2 separate regions of the Mus musculus genome follow, and region 1 is linked to region 2. A link is a contact called in public promoter capture Hi-C data. All regions are on one chromosome and are shown on one strand. Each heading gives the region's core, a stretch centred on a gene start, on an enhancer-like site or on the middle of the called end of the contact. The rest is flanking DNA. Distances are from core to core; before and after follow the strand shown.

Region 1 (3,057 bases), core at 177-2,676, about 37 Mb before region 2:
GTGCTGGTAAACGCTGTCCTCATCCTTTTGCCATTGGGTACCTGGCTGGTATCGGAGCCTCCTGTGGACCCAAAAGAGAGCAGAGAGGTGATGAACCGCAGAAAAAAAAAAGTGACCCCACTCTACTTGACAACCCTTGGAAAGAACGCGGCTCCAGAACCCAGTCTAACCCAACACATCCATGTTTGTCCCTGGTCTGTCTGGGAGTGTAAGAAAGACAGACGTTCATGAGAATTAAGGCCTTTAATGTCCTGGATTTTAAGTTAAAGGACTCCAGTGGAACTTGCACCTACTGCCTTCTCCTTCCCCTTGTCTGTCTTCCATTGGCCTAGCAAAGCTAACCAGCTAGCAGCCTCGGCCAAAGGCACAGACAGCCTTTAACCAACAGGGAAGCTAAGATGCCACACTGAGGTCCAAACGCATCCACCCCAAATCTCAGTCAGTTTAACCTCCTATTTCTCTGAAGTCTTGATCCAGGTCTCCAAAGCCCAGATAACAGGCGACACTTGTGCACCTGTAGAGCTAAGGGCACAAGGCCTCGCCAAGAAGTTGACTCCTTAACTTCCACCTCCGTGGAATTTCTAGGGGAAGATCTCAACAGTTCCACAGAAGATCCCACCTTACTCCCACCTCCTTCCCTGGTGGCGCAAAGTTTGTTTCCCCGGAGGCACGCAGGTACCCCGCCCTACCCATGGAGAGGCAGTGGAATCTCCGTGGGTCCGACATGTTGTAGGTAGTGGCGGCGCAGACAGGTGCGTGGTGCTGCGGGTGTCCCAGAGCCGCCGCTGCCGCAGCTGCCGCCGCCGCCGCCGCGGCCGCCGCTGCAGCCGAGCCGGGCTGCTGGGGCTGGTGATGGTGATGATGATGCTGTGGTGGGTGGTGGTGATGGTGTGCGTGGCTCACCCGTGGGCAAAACTGCGCGTCCCCAGGAGCGGGAGAGAACTGGCTTTTGAGCAAAGGTAGAGCGCCGGTGCCTCCAGCCACCCCGCCGCCCGCCACTGCAGCCCCCGCGGTCCCCGTAGCTCCGCCACCAGCTCCTGCGGGCGGGCGAGAGGAGTGCAGGTGCGAGGTGACGCAAAGCGGGCACACGCAGAAAGCGCCGCTTTTGCGGGACGGACAGCCAGGCCCGGACACTGACATCACCAACGGGGACGGCATGCCCAGCGGGATGAAGAAATCCGGCCCTGGGTGCGATTCCGGCAGCGAGGGTGCGGGCCGTGAGGAGTCCTTGATGATGAGTGAGTCCACGTAGAAGGAGCGCGACATGTCGATGGATGGCTTGTCCTGCGGGCTGCTGAGTCCCCTTCTCTCCTTCTGCTATCTGAGCACTGTCCGGAAAGCTGGGCGCACGCGGGCGGTCAAGTCCTTGGGGATGCTGAGGTGTCTGGGACTCGAACAAAGGGGTCCCTGGAGAGGGTTGGTCCTCACGTCCCCCGCCCGGAGCCCCGGCTCCAGGATTTTATAGCCCCCACCGCGGCACGTGATGCTGCGGAGTACCGCTCAGCTCAGACTCCTCGGCAGCTCCCCACCCTCGGGATAGGCTGCCCGAGTCACAACAGAAGCGGAGGGGTGGGGGTGGGGGGAGGCAGGGAAGAACGAGGGGGAGAGGGAGACTTCGCTAAGTGTAGGGTCTGTTAATTTTGCTAGGGATCGACCTCCTCTCCCTCCATCACTCTCAGCGGAAAATCTCAGCGATCCAGTTTCTGCCTACCTTCCTCCCTCGCTTGGGCCTCTGTCCAACGCTTCACAGTGACACACTGCAGAGAGCACCAGGTGGGGACCTCCAAGCCATTTAAACTGAGATAACCAATGCATTTAAGCTCCTAGGAGCCAACCCTAGCTGCGCAGTAAAGCTTGAGACTTCTGCTCTGGACCAGCGTATGTGGCCTTGTAGTGGAGGTCGGCCGGTCTAACGCTCACCACATTCATATCTGCCCTTGCTCCCCAGCTTTTCGATTTGGCCAAGGTCTGGCGGGTAACAACCCAGCTTAGAAACCAAGCACTCCAGGCTACATCAATTCTCAAATGTCCTTGTATTCTCTTGAGGTCACTCAGACCACTAATCCTTCCTTGTGCATCTTTCTAACCAGCAGCTCTGCCTTCTGCAAAGAGTCAATCCTTTCTTATTTCAAGCAGTTACATAGTTTCCAAGCCCAACCTCCGCTAAACTTCACCAGGAACATTTTGCAGAGACTGGGGTAGCAGCTGGAGGAGGCCCTTGCGGTCCCTTGGTCTAAGTGATCTCCTGCTAACACCACCCCACCCTTCTCAATAGATGCTTATTGCATCCTTGCTTATTCCGCCATTCAGCTAGTGGTGGAATCCTGCCTGTACCTAAGGAGCAGTTTAGTAGCAGACCTCCATTTGGTGGCTCAGAAAGACTTGTGCACCTACCTGCTAGGTGGCTGCCATCTAGATGTCTTTGGGAGAAAGTCAAGGCCACAGAGGTGACAGCAATTTCTCCCCTGTCCTTTTACCAAAATGGCTAACTTCAAGTGTGAGTTTACAACAGTGACAGTTAACTTGAAGATCAAGGGCAGGGAACAGCAGTTGGAGGCTCAGGGTTCTGTGTCTGTCCTGTCTTTCTTTCCCCTTTCCATCTCTGTGACCACCCCTCTCTTGCCTGCTGGAAGTGTATAATTGGGTTGTAGGGATGCCCCACTCTAGGGAGCCCAGGATTTATGGATGGCAATTAAAGTTTTATGAATTGCAGCTGAGGCTGGTTATTGAGCTATTTGAATGTGATTAGAATTCAATTAGAAAGTGGTTAGTGGACGGTGGGTCTCCTGAGTGTAAACAGACAGCTATTCCAGAAATGTGCTAATCCAACATCTTGTGACAACAATTAAGGAGTCTCGGGGCTGAGCACGGGGTCCCCGCTCACTTGTAACTACTTCTGCACTGCAAGGTTTGCCTTAGACAGCCTCCAAAGCTCCTCCTTTTCATCCAGCCCACATAGTCCAGCCCAGCTCCGACCAACCTACTCTCTCCTTCCACTGGAGAGGAGCAAGCAGCTTCTGCATTCTTTACAAGTCTTTTCTAACACTGTGAAAGGAT
Region 2 (3,258 bases), core at 213-2,712:
CTGGCGTCCGCAGCCCAACCCCTCCCTCCAGACCCCGGACGCCGTCTGGGTAATAAAGTAATTCATTTTCCTTAATCTGGTCGCCCCTAATCTACAGCTTTTTATTGCGCCCAGTTAAAAGGCCAGGGAATTCGCTATCCCTCCGTGCTCGGATAATTACCCCTAAATGGCCACGGCAGCCCCTTGTGTTTCCTGGAGATTAGAGCCCGGCAGTCATCAATGCACAGTCCCGGTGAGCCGCCAATCACCTCCTCCACCTCCCCCGGAGCCGCGAGCCTGGGCCCTGGGATAAGAGGCCATATAAAGAAAAGCCCCCCCCCCCCCAACTCCCCAACAGCCTGTTCGAACCCAGTTTACAAGGTCTTCTGTGGTCCCCACTCCAACTTTCCTTCTTTTTGTATCAGTCAAACAAAACAAAACAAAACAAAACAAAACACGTTTCCTTCGAAATCGGGCAAACAAAACTTCTTAAGCCTTGCACCAAAGATATACCTCCAGGAACTGCTTATTTTTCCTACTGGCCCATCAAATGGGCCTCCACTCTGCACCAGCAGACAGACCCACAGTTAGTGAAGTGTGATTGTTTTTGAGGATTCATTGTCTGAGGTCATGTTGAGGCCAGATTGTTGGTGGGTTCTGTTGGTCTTATTTCGGTCTTCACCCAAGGCATCCAGTGGCTTCTTTGGCTAGTAGCAGTTCTCTGGTAGAGGTGTAACTTTCTGGAGAAAAAGTACGTATAGGGAGGGGGTACGTGTTTGCATGAGAACCAAACTCATTTCCCAGATCATGTTACTTGTTCCCGTACCCACAGAACCAACAGGACCTGTACTTTCTTTGATTAACTTTGTCCAGCCCTGGAGACAAAGGCCCATTTTTACTCCGAGGTAAATTTTTGAAGATTGGAAGACATAAGACACTTAGGGCGGCTTTTTTAAAAAAAGAAATTAGTATTATCCCTTGCTACTCTGACAAATAACTATGAACATTCAAAGCAAACACCAAAAGAAAAAAAAAATTGTAAGTGAATTGTGGTCGAGAAAGGGGGCCAGAAGAGGGAAAGGGGACAGAAAGAAATAGCACAGACCATAAGAGAAACTGTGGAAAGAAAGTAGTCTATGGAGAGGAACAGAAGAAGTGGGTAAAGGATGGTGGAGGACGACTGGCAGAAGAGAAGGACTAGTAAAGAAAAGTCCCTCTGGAACTTGGTAGAATCCACATCCAGGAGTGTGGGGGTCCAGCCGGACCGATGCCCACCTGACTTAGCTAGGCGGAAAAGCTCCCCAGGTACCTCCGGCTCTGTCCCGCCTGTGCGGGTCAGGCCCTTCCCCGAGCGCCCCCAGGCCGAGCGCGCCTCGGGGCACGAGCACAGCCCAATGGTTCTCTCCGGACCCGCCCCCTCGCGCTCTGATTGGCCGCTGCCACGCTGGCCTTGCCTTATTAACAAGTTCTCAGGGGAGCGGCGGCGGACCCGGAGCCGGCGAGTGCGCCTGGGAACTCGGCCTGAGCGGCGCAGGGATCCAGGCCCCGCTCGCTCGAGTTGGCCTTCTGGGGAAGCCGCAGGAGGCTCGCGCGCGAGAGCCGGCCGGGCCAGGAACCCAGGAGCTCGCAGAAGCCGGTCAGGAGCTCGCAGAAGCCGGTCGCGCTCCCAGCCTGCCCGAAACCCATGATCCAGGGCTGTCTCGAGCTGCGGCTGGAGGGGGGGTCCGGCTCTGCATGGCCCCGGCTGCTGCTATGACTTCTTTGCCACTCGGTGTCAAAGTGGAGGACTCCGCCTTCGCCAAGCCTGCTGGGGGAGGCGTTGGCCAAGCCCCCGGGGCTGCTGCGGCCACCGCAACCGCCATGGGCACAGATGAGGAGGGGGCCAAGCCCAAAGTGCCCGCTTCACTCCTGCCCTTCAGCGTGGAGGCCCTCATGGCCGATCACAGGAAGCCCGGGGCCAAGGAGAGCGTCCTGGTGGCCTCCGAAGGGGCTCAGGCAGCGGGTGGCTCGGTGCAGCACTTGGGCACCCGGCCCGGGTCTCTGGGCGCCCCGGATGCGCCCTCCTCGCCGCGGCCTCTCGGCCATTTCTCAGTCGGAGGACTCCTCAAGCTGCCAGAAGATGCTCTGGTGAAGGCCGAAAGCCCCGAGAAACTAGATCGGACCCCGTGGATGCAGAGTCCCCGCTTCTCCCCGCCCCCAGCCAGTAAGTAGCCAGCCCTGGATGGAGAGCGAAGGGGCCAAGAGGGGGTGTGGGGCCCGAGGGCGCCAGGCCGCGCGCCGGCGCCGGCTTGTCTCGGGCGTCGGCGTACCTGCAACTGGGTACCTGGAGGCCGTGCAGAGGTTGCGTTGGCGGGAAGACCGCCTTTGAGCCTCTTCCCACTCCCACCCAGGAAGAGAGTTAGAGGCCTAAAGCAGGCAAAGCTTAGTCCGCGCTCCTTGCCTTGGCTCAGTGCCTCCGAGCCTGTCACTTCACTTGTAGCGCGCGGGTGTCTGTGGACCTTCTTATTCTTCCGGTAGTCAGGACACCAGGGGTGCCCTGCTTCTCCACCTGACCCTAAACTCAGTTATTTTGCACCTCAACTTGGATGGGCGCAGCGGCCAGTACATCCTAGCTCTGCGGAGTTTCACTTTCTACTGGTAGACAGCCGTAACCTCGCGCTCCCCATTTAAAGAACCTCTCAAAGGGTTCCGGAGTTCTGCAAAACTCCTGCCCCACCGCGCATCTAATTTTAAGCAGAAACTTGGTGTTTTGGGCGGGTGGATGATTTAGCAAGAGGGGACGATCGCGGACTAGGGGGGATGGTGGTGGTGGTGGAGACAACAAGACAACCAAAAGAGCTCCCTATTAACCACTTTGCTATAGTGTCCGAATGTGTTGGACCAGGCTTTTGAAGCGGACCCAGCAGCCAGCGACGTGTTCCAGGATAGTCCTAGGTCCTTGCGGCCCTTAGGCTTCCTTTCCCCAGCGAACCCGCTCGAAGATATTTCAGGAGCACGGGAAATTCCCAAGTTTTCCTCGTTTCCTCCGATTATTTCGCCCTACATAATAGCGTTGCAAATTCAATGGCGTGATGCTGAGGAACGATTTTTATCTGGGGATTAAACGTCTTTGAAAAGACAGCCCCTCCCTGGGCCTAAAGCTTGAGGAAGGTGGCCCAGAGCCGGGCTGTTGCTGCTGACCAAAGTGACATTTCCCTATGAACCCACCCTTCTTTAGGGCGGCCTGGTGGAAAACGACTCTGGGGCCAACTTCCCGGACTTGCTATGGCCTGAGCTGGG

The links. Promoter capture Hi-C pulls out the DNA fragments that hold promoters and counts their contacts.
Region 1: a promoter capture Hi-C map of embryonic stem cells shows a contact between it and region 2. The contact joins the promoter of Gsx2 here to the promoter of Msx1 in region 2. A contact is called at or near these places in 3 of 39 promoter capture datasets (cranial neural crest and embryonic stem cells).

Annotation. Positions count from the first base shown.
Region 1 is chr5:75,073,970-75,077,026 of GRCm38.p6, reverse strand. Gsx2 (GS homeobox 2) reads right to left here and starts at 1,426. Exons shown (of 2, transcript NM_133256.2): 1 at 690-1,426; 2 at 1-61. The coding sequence starts at 1,266.
Region 2 is chr5:37,822,789-37,826,046 of GRCm38.p6, reverse strand. It overlaps Msx1 (msh homeobox 1), which reads left to right and starts at 1,462. Exons shown (of 2, transcript NM_010835.2): 1 at 1,462-2,182. The coding sequence starts at 1,714. It overlaps Gm33993 (a long non-coding RNA gene), which reads right to left and starts at 292. Exons shown (of 6, transcript XR_868362.1): 1 at 161-292. RefSeq lists an enhancer at 1-378.